3 separate regions of the Gossypium hirsutum genome follow, and all the other regions are linked to region 1. Evidence: chromatin contacts called from public Hi-C data. All regions are on one chromosome and are shown on one strand. Each heading gives the region's core, a stretch centred on a gene start, on an enhancer-like site or on the middle of the called end of the contact. The rest is flanking DNA. Distances are from core to core; before and after follow the strand shown. Region 1 holds the start of LOC107916808. Region 2 holds the start of LOC107916785 (cell division control protein 2 homolog D). Region 3 holds the start of LOC107917912 (AT-rich interactive domain-containing protein 5).

Region 1 (4,711 bases), core at 1,758-4,257:
AGGGGATTTAGTTCATAACTAAATAAGAAAACATCTCAGAATAATAAAGAATACAGAACATAAAGAAAACCCAAAACTCCTGAAGGGGAATTGAGGAGAGATCTTCAGTCTTGATGATGAATCTGGCTTCTGAGATGAATCAATCGGCTTTCTTGGAGTAATTCCTTACCCCTTACTCTGTCCTCTCATTTTCTTCCTTCTCTAGGGTGTATTTATAGGTTTTGGAATGCCTAAAAGCTCTCAAAATTAGCCTTTTCCAAATTGGACTCAACTTGGGCTCGACAGGGACACGCCCGTGTGTGATTACTTCAAGTCGTGCTCGAGCCTGCCAAATTGACATGGCCATGTGGTCTGCCCCTGTGAGGAGGTCCAGGCCGTGTTGATTTCGTACTTTGGCCCATTTTATCCCTTTTTGGCCCGTTTTTCGTTCCTTTCGTTCTCCTGTGCTCTCCTAAGTGTAAAACATGAAATTCAAGCATTAGGAGCATCGAATTCACCAATTCTAATGGAAAATCATCCATAAAATGTGTTAAACATGGGGTAAAAATATGTATAGATTTTCTTTCTTGTAGATTGTTGAAAAATGTGCTGTTGATTGGATCGTCTCCAGAGCTCATACTATCCACCAAGTCTTTTGGTAGACTTTTGCTCAATTTGGCCTGGTTATAAGTGGCAAGTAAATAGGCGTAAACGGTTATATAATGTGAAATTGAAAATTATGCTTTGTGCCATTTTCATGTGAATTATGTGTAATGTTAAGTGTTAATGTGTAATGGCTTATTGTGGCATGAATTGGTATTTTGGTGAACTTTGCTTGATGAAATCTTGGCATTTGGAATGATGATCATGTGGTGGTAGTTAGGTATGAATCTTTGGTATATTTGACGATGAATGGTTTGCTTATGAATTGTTGAATTGAGATGCCAATTGTAACATATTAGTTAGGCACTTTAATTTTTTTTTTTGGGGCCAGTGCACTTAGGATTGTTTTATAAGTTGAATTTTGGGTTTATTTTGATGCATTATAAACAAGTCTAATGAATGGTAAAATGCTTGTTTATGGCACAAGTAAGAATTGATTATGTGGCTTAATTTAAAAGACATATTTTAGCTCACACAGGTAAGTGACCCAGCTGTGTGCTTTGTATGATATTGGTTATTTTGGTTAGACACAACCATATTATATCTATGGAAAAAAATATTTCTATTCTTTTATTTTTCTACTCTTTCAATTTTCTATCTTCTCAATTTTCTTTCCATTCTACTAATTAAATCCTTTAAGTTGGTTTTTTTTTTCAACTTCTTCCTGTACAAAAAGACTTGATGAATATAAGAAACGAAGCAGAGTAACAAGCTCATATTTGCTTACTTCACTAGCTAGATAGTTTAATTATACACACACAAAGAGTTCGGATAGATATTTGTCATCGTCCACCGATCAGTTAATATGATTTTGTAAATCAAAGGCTTGAAAGAGAAAACTATTATTAATCAATCCAATATTAATGGATGGAGTATCAATATTTTCATGTAAACACAAATGGATGAAGCAATGGACAAAAGAAAAAACCTCCATAACAAAACAGAAAAGTCCGTACTATCAATATTGAGAATGATGGGTGGGTAGATGAGTGGAATATGGGAACTGACTGGCCCAAATTAGCAGTGGGTTTATTTCAGCCGTTTCATGAAGCCTTTGGAGGGCCTCTGTATGACAAGCTAAGGTCAAATCCATTTACAAATAACCATTGGATTCGGGTAGAACCGGTAGGATATCCGCATTTAAACAAAAACATAATTATAATTTAAAGCAATTCCGTTTTGACTAGTTCAAAACAGATAAACAATTGAGAGCGCCCCTTGAGCCTTTGGATTGTAGACGTAATGTTCCATTTTCTTTTTGATGATTTTATACCTCCAAATATATGCTTCCGGCCTTCTCTCTCAATATTACATACCAGTTGAGAATAAATGAAATATAAAGATGAAAAAAACCCAAAAAAAATCATGTGAGAATGATGATTAATGGAATCTCCGGTTAACTCAATAAAAAAATGACACTCTCGATCTCAGTTTCTATACAGGACAGGGAAGTTTTGAATTTAATAGATATATGTATGTATGTATAATATGTTACATTGGGGGCTCATGGAAAATTAACAACTTGAAAGGTGGATCCGGGTAGGTAGATTACAGAACGGAGCCTTCGTAAATAGTGGACAGCCTTAGCTTAAAAGAACGAACGGCCAATTTGGCTCGTCTGGATGTGTATCGCTGCAATTTTCTAAAAGAAGCAGATCTTGACATCCCAGATGGCTGAGGTTGAGTCTGGGGCTTGGTAAAGGACTTGGTGCTGCTGGGGGTTGGGGCTGATGCGGTAGAAGCGCCAACAGGATCAACAACAGATTGAGCTACCACCATCACAGGGTTAATTCGGGCCTTCTTGCGCCGATTGGAATCGTTTCTAGAGTCATTCTGGATAGCAACGCTGGCTTTGACGGCCAAAGCGGCCATATCCTTGGAAGCCAATCGCTGCTGAAGCTTGGAAACGGGAAGCACGAAGTATATCTGATTGGGTTGCAGTTGATGGTCCGCATTCAAGGCCGGAACGTAATCGTCGTAAGATAAGCTATCCGAGTTGCAAAGGAAGATGGAGGAGGAAGAAGAAGAGGAGGAGGAGGAGGAGGAGGAGGCTTCGGCGTGAAGAACCTGAGAGACGCAGACCGGGGGATTATATTTATGAAGATCACCGTTGAGGGAAACAACATGAGCTGTTGGGCGAGACCCAGATTCTGAAAATTCAGGGTTTTCGTAAGAGAAACAGGCACCCATGGCATGGATGGAAGGACGGATTGTTAGAGAAGAATATATAGAAAAAGTAAAAAGGAATTGGGAGGTTTTGGAATTGCAGTTGTATTTGAGGAGAAATGGTTTGTAATTATTATGGTTAACTAACAAATAAATAAGAGGAGATGATTGAAGAATGTGGAAAGGAGGTTTTATAAAGAGTGACGCGAGCCACGGCGTCACGCGGGGAACATGAAATACCGTTGGCGTTGCAAGTCAAAGGGGGATGCTGTTGTTGTACTTTTCAAAGAGATAGCGATGGGGACAGCTGATTCATACCTACTTTTTCATCCAACTGTTTGATTTTGACGTTTGACTTTGCCAACCCTTAATAAAACCCCTCCCCTTTATAACTCAGCAGTGACGCGTTGCGTAGGAAGGAAGCTATTTACTTGAGCTACACTCTCACACCTCCGCCACTTACAAAGCGCAGCCGTTATTTGCTTCTAATTAAAAGTCAGGCCGAGTGACGCTTCTTTTTTAATTTCAATTTCCATTTTTGTTTAATTGATATATGTTCCACGTACCAGTTTATTTGTTGTAATGGGAGAGAAATGATCTTTTATGTTTTCACACTAATTTTAAATTATTTGTTTTATATTAAAAAAATCAATCATTAATATTTTATATTATATAATAAAGTTATCAGATCAATTAAAATATTTACATGCTTGACAAGTATAAATGTTGAATTATTCATATGAAAAGTTATAAAAAATGTAAAATTATTTTAGTTTTATATTAATGTAAGTGAATTACTCTCCCTTTATTTAATGTTATAACTTGTTATATGATTAATGTATGTATTTAAAGTTTTGTTTAAAGGTGTTTTAAACATGTGGTGTGGTGGTTGCCCATTTCGTCCGTTAATCATGTATTTAAGAGGTTTAATCTCTACTTATGAGAATAAAATATACTTCATGACCAGCCACTCGCTTTTCTAAAAAGTATCTATGACCAGTGGTGGAGCTAAAGGGGGCTGGTAGGGGCCCCGACCCCCTAAAGTGGAAAGTTTTTCATTTAAATTTTTTTTATAATTTATAAAATTTTAAATCAATAAAGGTAAAATTACACTTTGTCCCCCTAAATAATAAAAATTTGATTTAATCTTTTAAAAATTATAAAAATATAGACTATTAAAATGATAAAATTATATTTCTACTATCGTAAAAATATACAATTTAATTATGGCCTTCCAAAAATATTTTTCGACTCTACTACTATCTATGATGAAAGAGTTAATCATTACTATCGATTGTGGATATCCTAAAATCAACAAAAACAGAAAATCTATTATACATGATAGTAAAGCAATTTAAAAGAATTTGATGTTATTTTCAAAACTTGTTTTCTAAATTTGTTTTATTTGATTTTTTAATTATTTTATCTTTTATAAATTATTTGTCGGGGGTCCACTTTTTTATTTAATATGTTTGAATTTTTTTGTTTTATAAATATAGAACATGTCAAAGTTAAAATGTTTCTATATTTATATTAATAGCGGTGATAAAAGTCAAAGGTAATTAATATTTGTAGTGCTTAAAGTCGTAGATGGTTTGGAAAGTCTATTTTTTTCTGTAAATATGATAGAAGGGAGAAGGGATTATATAAAAAGGTTTGGAGTTGAACATGGCCCCGCTTAATGGGTACCTCATTGAATAAGAATAAGAATAGAGGAAGGTTCTTAAAAAAAATAATATTAGGTTTTCATTGATTAACTTCAATGATATTTAAAATAAAAATAATGGTACAATTAGTTAATAAGATTGAATATTGTAACAGTGAGATTAAAATCGACAATAATATATGTATTTAAATTCTAATGCAGTTGTAGTAATGAGGTGATAATAGAAAATAATTATTT
Region 2 (4,938 bases), core at 956-3,455, 160 kb after region 1:
ATTTTCATATTGTGTTCGTAAATTTATTTTCATCGGAGTCAAAAAGAGTCATTGAGCTCGGAGCAAGATGGAAAGTTGGCAATGGGAAAAATATTCAAATCAGAGGAGACAATGGGATTCCCATCACAGGTGTTTACAAGTTCTTTCTGAATCAATCTCCCTTGCACCCGAGGCTAATTGACTTTACAATGGGGAGATGGAAAGAGGATGTCATACGAAATGAATTTAGCGTGGACGAAGCTGAAGCAATCCTTAACATTCAGCTTTTCAAAGGTAATCGGGAAGATAAACTTATCTAGCATCCAAGTTGTGATGGAAGATACTCTGTCAAGAGTGCTTATAGAAAAATCTGAAGGTCCTTCTTACCGCCAAGAGTGCGTCTCTTTGCCTGGCGGCTATGCAATGGAATCCTTCCTACAGCTGCCAAAGTTGCAGGACGTTGAACAACCCCTGTATTTTTAGAATTTTAAAATTTTAATTTTTATCGAATAGTAATTATTTTTAAATTTTGATACTCTAAATATATTATCATATGTATAATATTATACAAACTTGTTATTTCTACATACTACTTACAAAAAAATTAGTTAATAGATTTATCATTTGTCGTCTACATTAAGATTGAAATTTCGAAATTCAAAAAATATAACAACTAAGAGTGTTCCGGTCAAAGAATATGGACTATATCTATAACTTTATGCATAATACATAACTAATAGCAAAATTTAACCAAACATGTTTAACTGTTACTATTTAGTCAAGACTAAAATTTTAAATTTTGAAAAGTACAAAAATTAAAATTGATCAAATTAAAGTATATGTACTAAATCTATAATTTACACAAAGTACAAGATCTAACAGTAGAAATTGACCTTTACTTTTTGGCTGATGTTTTATTTTTTAGGATAAATTGTCAAAATAGTTACTTTTATTTGTCTCATGTTACATTTTAGTCACTTATGTTTGAAATATTACGTTTTAGTCACTTACGTTATCGTATTGTAACATTTTAGTCACCGAGCCGTTAATTACAGTTAATAGTGTAATGGTAAGTTGACATGGTACGTTAAATAATCATTTCAAACAAAAAATTTAGATTAATTTGTACAATCGGTCCCCATATTTTTTTGTTTGAGCAATTAATTTTTTTTCTTTTATGTTCTTTTAACTTTCTTTTTATTTTCTTTATTTTCTATTCTCTTCTACTTCTCCCTTTGTTTTTCTCCCTTTTCCATTTCTTTTAATGTAGTTTTCCTATGTTTTTCATTTGTTAAAACTAGTCCCTATACTTTTCATTTTTTTGAAAAATTTAATTTTTTGAGTGAGACAAGCTTGTGGACTAGTTTTAACAAGTGAAAAACATAGAAAAACTACGTTAAAAAAATGAAGAATGGAGGAAACAGTAGAGAAGCAAAAGAGAATGGAAAAAAAAGGAAAAAAAAGAAAGTCAAAAGAACATAAAAGAAAAACTAAATTACTCAAAATGAAAAAAAATATAAGGACCAATTTTAGAATTTAATCTAAAATTTTCATTTGAAATGATGATTTAATGTGCCACGTTAGCTTACCGTTACACCGTTAACGACTGAGTGACTAAAATATAATTTGAGACAAATAATAATAATTATTTTGATAATTTAAGATAAAACATATTATGAATGGAAATGGTAAGTTCAAATAAAAAGAAAAGATAAAATATGTAGAGCTAAAATAATATAATAATCTTCTTGATTTTATGATAAAAGCATTATATTTAAGGTAGGAGGACTTTGATGCGAAATAATCCAATTTGCATCCCTAATTATATAATAATCAATTATAAAATTTCCCTCATATTTTCACGGTACTATATAATTTATATTCACTTGCTACCAGTAAGAAAAAAACGAGAGCGAGAGAAGAAATTTGCGTCATACACTTGGGCTGGGCTGGGCTGGCTGGGCTGAAGAATAGACTCGGGTCATACCTCCGACCCGTCATACACTTGGGGTTGAGTTAGGGGCAAACATGGAAAGGAGGTTGAGAGCGCTTGGATCTGGAAATTTGAAATTCAAAAAAGTTAAAAGTTTCCGTTGAGAGCAACGACTTCATTTCTTTTCCTTTTTAAATGTTTAAAGGGAATGGTTATATATATAAACGAAGAAACAGGTGAGAGTGATGTGATAATACAAGAACAAAGAAGGGTTTGGTTTTGATTTGAGAGAGAATCGAAGAAGGAATGGAGAAGCCAAGGCAAATCTCAGCAATGGAGGCATTCGAGAAATTGGAGAAGGTGGGAGAGGGAACCTACGGAAAGGTATACAGAGCAAGAGAGAGAGCGACGGGGAAGATCGTAGCCTTAAAGAAGACTCGTCTCCATGAGGACGATGAAGGCGTTCCTCCCACCACTCTCCGCGAGGTCTCCATCTTGCGCATGCTCTCTCGGGATCCTCATGTCGTCAGGTCTCTCTTTCTTTCTCTCTTCTTGTTTTCTTGTAAAGGGAATTTCACTTTTTTAATTTAATCAAAATAGAATTTTCATTCATATTCAGATTGATGGATGTTAAACAAGGACAAAACAAAGAAGGAAAGACGGTTCTATACTTGGTTTTTGAGTACATGGATACTGATCTCAAGAAATACATCCGCTCATTTCGCCAAACTGGGGAGAACATTCCCGTTAACATTGTCAAGGTCTCTCTCTCTCTCTCTCTCGCACTCTTTCATACAATTACTTAGCGCGTTTGTTGTGGGCTTGTGAATACTTAGTAAGCAGAGTCATCATGTCTTTGTTCTGTATTCATTAATGCCCGCGATTTTTGTTAACAGAGCTTGATGTACCAACTGTGCAAAGGTGTTGCCTTCTGCCACGGTCATGGGGTTTTACACAGGTTATTTTAAAACCCTTGCCTTTTGCTCTATTTTCTTCACCAATCTTTTAGGATATTCGATACCTACTTAATCCTTCTTTTCCCTTTAATTGACACAGAGACCTTAAGCCTCACAATCTCCTCATGGATAGAAAGACCATGACCCTTAAAATAGCTGATCTCGGCCTAGCTCGAGCTTTTACTCTTCCCATTAAGAAGTACACTCATGAGATATTAACACTATGGTATAGAGCACCTGAAGTCCTTTTGGGGGCTACTCATTACTCAACTGCCGTGGATATGTGGTCTGTGGCCTGCATCTTTGGTACTGCATACATGCCATCTCTGCATTTTATTATTATTATTCACCTATGTATGATCAAATTCATACTACTTGATTCACTAAGCAATTTCCTTATTTATTCTAGCCGAGCTGGTCACCAAACAGGCTCTATTCCCTGGAGATTCTGAGCTGCAGCAGCTCCTTCATATTTTCAGGCGCGTTCTGATGCCCCTTTCTAGTCTCTAAATCAACCATTTTGGTGTCTGCTTTCCATTTAATAATTTCTAATTGCATCCTTGCAGGTTGTTGGGTACTCCAAATGAACAAGTCTGGCCTGGAGTAAGCTCACTACCAAACTGGCATGAGTATCCCCAGTGGAGCGCCCAGAGCCTGGCATCAGCTGTTCCTAATTTGGATAGTGATGGGCTACACCTGTTATCGGTAATTCTGCCTTACCTTATCTCACAGCACTACATGAATTGAAACCATCCTATTCTCTAAACAACAGCTAATATTGACATGTTCTGTTGGCGCAGGAAATGTTGCAATATGATCCCTCAAAGCGTATTTCAGCCAAAAAAGCTATGGAACATCCCTACTTTGCAGATCTGAACAAGGCTTATCTTTGAACAGAACAGTGGATAACAGGAGTTTCGTAGTAGAAACCTATCTGCTTCTCTCAAGCATCTAGTATTGGATAATTAGTAGTACTAGTAGTGTCTTTTATGATTTGTTGCATTCTGAAATTTGACTTATTAGTTTATACCTCAAATTCCTTTTTTGCTAAAATCTACTTTGGTTTAAGAATACTTGAGCAATGATGGGTTGGGTATGTATGTATCTCATTCTCCAAACCAGGCAGCACCGATTAACTGTGAATTTGAGTTTTTCGTTCAAAAGTAACATGAGAAAAACTTGGCCAACTCAAGATGTTTAAGGCCAAAGCTTTATTCTTGATAAACACGGCTGTTATCTGTGTTAACATGAAAATAGCTAAGCCACAAGGTAAATGTAATGGTATCTCTGGTCCGTGATCTAATTCAACCAGTGTACTACAATGTGACTGAAGGCATTCTTCTGCGCTATGCCATAGTTGTCACGAACCCAAATCGTTATTTGAAAGTGTACTTGAGGTTATCTTGGTATAAAATGTATCAGGTTTCCTCCCAAAAAAGTAGGCAGTCTAACTCAATATGGTATCCCTAGGAGTGAACGGTTCTTTGTTGGCGGTCTATCTAGTACTGCAAGCCAAGCAATTATAAGAATGCCTAGGAATACGAAACGGACACCATACCATTTTGTGCCGCTAGACTTCACATTATTCTAAGTAAAATTCATATTGTAGCGGCAACATACTTGGATCCATTCTAGCTCCATGTGGACTGATTATCTTGTAGTTGCATAATTTTGGTGAATCTACCTCCTTTAAGGACATAATTTTCAATCCAAGCTGCCCACAATGATCTTTCCGTAACCAGAATAAGTCCCAAAATTTTGATGAAAGATTTTGTTCCATAATGCCATGTCTTTTAACACCTTCTGATTAAAAACGATAGATAATGTTACAATTTATGCTTACTCTTTTTGTTGATCCCTCGTCACGTTTTCATTAAAAGGAATTGCAAATCTAGGTTATCTTCTTCGGTAGTACTTTGGACAACAATAGAAAATTTATTGGTCATTTGAATTTATAATTTTTCAAATTAGTTTAATTTCACATTAATATTATTTGAATTTATCCTCAATAGTTTTTGCAGCCAAACCAAAATGTAAGCGAGTATTGACTTATTTATTACCTAATGTTTT
Region 3 (4,782 bases), core at 1,041-3,540, 180 kb after region 1:
TTGGTATCATGATCATGCTATAATTAATGAGCTTGAATAGCATCTTGGTACTAAAATGGTATGATGGATAGTAATACTTTGAAATGGTGAGATGACATGGTATTTGAATAATTAGTATTTTGGATTTCATATAATGTTCAATCTTGATATGTTTAGGTGGTGTTAAGTGATCGTAATGGTTATTTTGGTATGGATATGCTAGAGTGTTGGAATATATTCTTGGTACAATAATGATTGTGAAGTGTAACAATTTGGATATGTTTGAAATATAATGTTGTGGTTGCAGGTAGTATATTGAAGCTTTTATATGGCATAGTTTCATGATTGTTTGGATATTTAGGAGATGATATTTGGTATGATTAAGCTCCAAAAGTTCTGCTATTTGAATTGATTGTCTTTTTGTTCAAATCAATTGTTTTTCTGTTTGAATCAATTCATTTTTTGTTTAAACCAATTCTTTGTTGTTTAACTCAATTCAAACTCCAACATTTACAGGGCTTGTGGGTGTGCATATAAGCATTATTGAGTTTAAGTTAAGTTTTGGCATGAATTGATTTTAAAGAGGTCATTTTTGAAAAATTTTCAGAAAGTATCAGTACCTTGATAACAAGTATCAGTACTTCCTTAAATGTTTTATTTTTTAAAATGGCAGAATGCCAAAATGGTATCAATACCTATTATTGGTATCGATACCTATTTTTAAAATTTGAAAAGTTTACAATTTGGTCATTAATAGTGCTTGGGTTGACTTAGGAGCTTTCACAAGATCAAATGTGTCTCATTTTTATTGTAAATCATTTTGTGGATGGAATTATGAAATAAATTGATGTTTGATTGCATTAATTGTTGCAATTTGAATATGATTTACTCTGGTAATTATGGTAGCATCCGTAGTTGCGTTCGACAACCATGCCGGGTGATGGGTGTTACAAGAACAGAATAAAGCTGTTGACAATGACAATCCAAAAACCGCTTTATAAGTGACACTACAAGCAACCTATTTATAGGCCTCTTCAAATGGTTAATCAACAGTGTTTTGATAGGCTTTAAACTTCTATTTAAAAGTTGTAATTATTCTGAGCTTTTATTAACTAAAAGACTTTATTAATCAGTCTTCTAACAACACCAAAACTCTCTCAAGAGATAATAAGACTTAGTCCATTTTAAGGATTGGTGACTTACCCATTCTATGACTTTGGCACTGGATGTTCCAAAAATGGGTACTATTGGGTCGGGTGAATTCAATAATAGACGCCGGGTGGCATTCTAACTTTCCTTCTCCTTTCAGGACCTATCTGAAAGTGAATCTAGTACTTTTGGGTCGTGAATATTTGAATAGGCGAACCGCCCTGTGGATATTTTTTCTTCGGAACAAAACAATTATAATAGAATTAGGCTCAGCCAACTGGAATGTGTATTATCCATATATTATTCATATAGGGGATCCTCTAGTTGAGAAGATCCATCGACCTGAGATGAAGAGAAATGTCTATCTATTTTATTTAGTTATTCAGTACTTATCCAATTACCTCAAGCAATTCGATTGGGAGTCTTTAAAATTTTAGTCAAATCATGCTTCGTGTTTTGTCAAATATGAAACATTCAGGTGGACTGAACTCAACACAAATAAAACCTATTCAAAGCTCAAATTTGCAGGTTCAAATAGAGAAACAATTTCGTTATAACAAGACATGGAACGAGCAATAACTTTCCCAACATCTTGAATAAAGATAGTCTTCCAACACCTTATGAAGCTTTTTCTAATTAAACTATATTAGTTTTCTCTTTTGTATTTAACTAGAATATTGATAGTAGTGCTTTACTAGTACAAGTGTCTTGTGTTTGTAGTTTTATGGTTATGAAGGGTGCATAGGTGTTTGTCAAGATTGCATAGGTGTCATGACTTGATGATTTTATGCTGTAAGTGTTGATTTGACAATATTAATATGATGAGATATTTTTTTATTTATAAAAATAATATTTGTTGATTTCTAAAAAAAACTTTTAATAATTTTACAATTAATTTAAGACTCGATTAATAATTCACGTTAACTTAATTAAACTCTTAATAATAGATGAGGAAATCCAACCATATATCCAAATAAATTTTGATTAATGCACAAAGGGTAGATAGGCTTTTCAATTAATTTTTGGGTTATGCTGTTGGATTTGGTCTTAAGAAAAGAAGTATAACAACCACCCAAATAGGAGATGTAGAAACTGGGCTAAAATGGACCTGGAGCGTAGTGGGAATTAAAGTTGAAAGAAGGCCAGGCCTGTTGGCTGTTGGGGAGTTAAAACAGCCCCTACAGCACTTCGCTCGTAGGTTCAAGGCCTGCAGACGCTTCTGTTTGGTATCAACTCATCACCACACCGCTTGGGGGGAAAAAAAAGAGAAAGAAAAACACACCATTCACTCACTGGGTTTTTTTTTTTTTCATTTTTTATTATGCTAAAGAAGGAAGAAGACCTCAGCAGCCAAGCCGAGCAAATCCAAGCCGAGCCGAAACCAACGACGCTAAAAAAGGAAGGAGAGTTCTTATTTGGTAGCTAAGTTGGCAGAGCCGAAAAAATCCCAATCAGAAATCAACAATCCCAGCCCAGGCAGAGCAGGTAAGGTGTAACCGTCGAATTGTGTAAGTTCCCTGCCATTAACGATACTTTCTATGTTAATGCCACTCGGATGCTGTTGCTGCTCTCCCTATTTATTGCTATTGCAATTCTTTGGCATTCGCATTCTCTGTCAAAGCCCTAACTGCATTTCTCTCTTCTCCCCTCTCCCCCCTTCCTTCGCCGCTCCAGGCTAGTTTCTTCTTCCACCATCACTTTTTACTCTCTTTTTTTTCAACTATCTTTAAATTATTAGGTTTTAGGGCAGTCTAATTTTGCTCTCTTTCATTTCTTTTAACGCTTAGTTTTTTGTTTTTCATATTTTTCTTGTTATATATATGGTTTTGAAAAACAAGTAGGACTTAGGGTTTTGTTTTTCGTTTTTGTTTTTCATCTTTTTTTCCCCTTAAAAAATCACTAATTCAACTGTTGATGTTGACAGCAGAATCTGTATAAGCAAGATGGAAGATACCGAAATGTTGGAACAGCAGCTGCCTGAGGCTTCCCAAGTTAACCTTGTTGATACTGCTGTCCAAGAGCAACAGTCCTCACCCCCCACTAAGGATCAAAATGCCAATGAAACAATTGCTGATACAACTTCAACCTTGCCCACTGATGTTAACATGACTGATAATCCTCCTATGCCCGATAAACCTGATAACATATCTTCCAATGATGCTAATACCGATCCTTCTGATGCTCCTCCTGCTGAACCACTGGAGCAGAAAGTCAATGGAGATGCTACTCCCCTTCGCTCTCTTGCCCCTGAATCTGGACCTGAGAAGGTGGAGAAATCAAAGAGTTGGTTGCTTGATCCTGAGGTACATAAAAGAAATGTCCTATAAGTTCTGACATTAACAAATGAAGTGTCAATAATTCTGTTTATCCTATTTTTAACTCACTTTGACTTGTTTGGCTTATAGATGGGGGAGGCTGATGAAGCTGGAACACCAGAGGAGCGAGCAGCATTCATGAAGGAGCTGGAAAGTTTCTATAAGGATAGGTCATTGGAATTCAAGCCCCCTAAATTTTATGGAGAACCGCTAAACTGCCTTAAGTGAGTTTGCACTGATCATTGTTCTGGATTTTGTGGGTTATAAGTCTGCTTTTTCTCAGAGTCTAATTTGTGCTTTTCTCTTGGTGCATGTTCACATCTAATGTAGGTTGTGGAGAGCAGTTATTAAATTGGGTGGCTACGAAGTGGTATGCTTGCATATCTGGAATCTTTAATTGATGTTTTTAACCTTTTCTCTGAACCCTTAAATCATCCTATATTCTTGTTTAACTCACATAGCAATCATTGACAAATCAGAGGGGACGTTCGGTCTGGTTTTATTAATGTGTATAATGATGCATTTATTTTGCCGTTTTGGAATTTCAATATTCTTATCTAATACATTATCCAAGCTAACAGCTTTAGGTGTCAACAAGTAAAAGGTTACAAACAACCGGATATTATCTACGTGTAAAGTGGTTTGGATCTGTTTCTTGTTTAGGAAGGTAAATAAGATTAAATTCTGGCTAGGCGTTAATTTGGTTATTTTCGTTATTAAAGATGCACTAATAGAAAACTGTATCTTCTAACTTCGGTAGTTAATTCGTTGGGTTTCTCTCTCTCTCTTTACCACGAATGAAGAAGAATTCATGTGAAGTATCCAAAGTTGGAAATGCCAATCAATATGGCAATGACACGCTTGTTACACTATTTCTAGAGTTGCCATTATGCCATCACATAACTGCTTCTGTTTTGGGCACAAAGTTGATAAGCTCACATTTTTTCCCTATATGTACAAATAAATTCTGTACGATCTGACTTCAAAGTCTCTCAAACAAGATTCCATATAACACTTGCAAGAAAAATGCCCTTTTTCCTGTATGCTTAGGGTTTTTTTGTTGATTCCTTAAGAGTTTGTTTTGGCCATTCTTGGTTGTATTGAGATGCCATTGCGTTGAGATGTCTTATATCTTTTCTCTGGGAAAATGGATATTACCTGAAAAACCTTTGGCATCTTTTAATAGTTGTTATTGAATTAAGGAGGAAATAAAAATTGAAATATAGGTATAGTTAAATTAGGTGATACCCTCAAAAAATATAAATCTTACTTTTCAACATATGAGATTTTCTTTGTCTATGAAATATGTCAGAAATCAAGGTTTGAAAGGTAATGACAT

What was found. Hi-C and Micro-C count contacts between places; a contact is called where the count stands out from the background.
Region 2: a Hi-C map of leaf shows a contact between it and region 1, with 2.4 times the contacts expected there. The contact joins the promoter of LOC107916785 here to the promoter of LOC107916808 in region 1. A contact is called at or near these places in 6 of 34 Hi-C or Micro-C datasets (hypocotyl and leaf).
Region 3: a Hi-C map of leaf shows a contact between it and region 1, with 1.8 times the contacts expected there. The contact joins the promoter of LOC107917912 here to the promoter of LOC107916808 in region 1. A contact is called at or near these places in 3 of 34 Hi-C or Micro-C datasets (hypocotyl and leaf).

The regions. Positions count from the first base shown.
Region 1 is chrA01:18,848,530-18,853,240 of Gossypium_hirsutum_v2.1, forward strand. LOC107916808 reads right to left here and starts at 3,008. Exons shown (of 1, transcript XM_016846182.2): 1 at 2,023-3,008. The coding sequence starts at 2,832. The coding sequence ends at 2,191.
Region 2 is chrA01:19,008,448-19,013,385 of Gossypium_hirsutum_v2.1, forward strand. LOC107916785 (cell division control protein 2 homolog D) reads left to right here and starts at 2,206. Exons shown (of 7, transcript XM_016846156.2): 1 at 2,206-2,442; 2 at 2,532-2,673; 3 at 2,809-2,870; 4 at 2,969-3,174; 5 at 3,278-3,347; 6 at 3,435-3,573; 7 at 3,669-3,968. The coding sequence starts at 2,219. The coding sequence ends at 3,761.
Region 3 is chrA01:19,032,477-19,037,258 of Gossypium_hirsutum_v2.1, forward strand. It overlaps LOC107917912 (AT-rich interactive domain-containing protein 5), which reads left to right and starts at 2,291. Exons shown (of 14, transcript XM_041114599.1): 1 at 2,291-2,613; 2 at 3,056-3,431; 3 at 3,534-3,667; 4 at 3,774-3,813. The coding sequence starts at 3,072.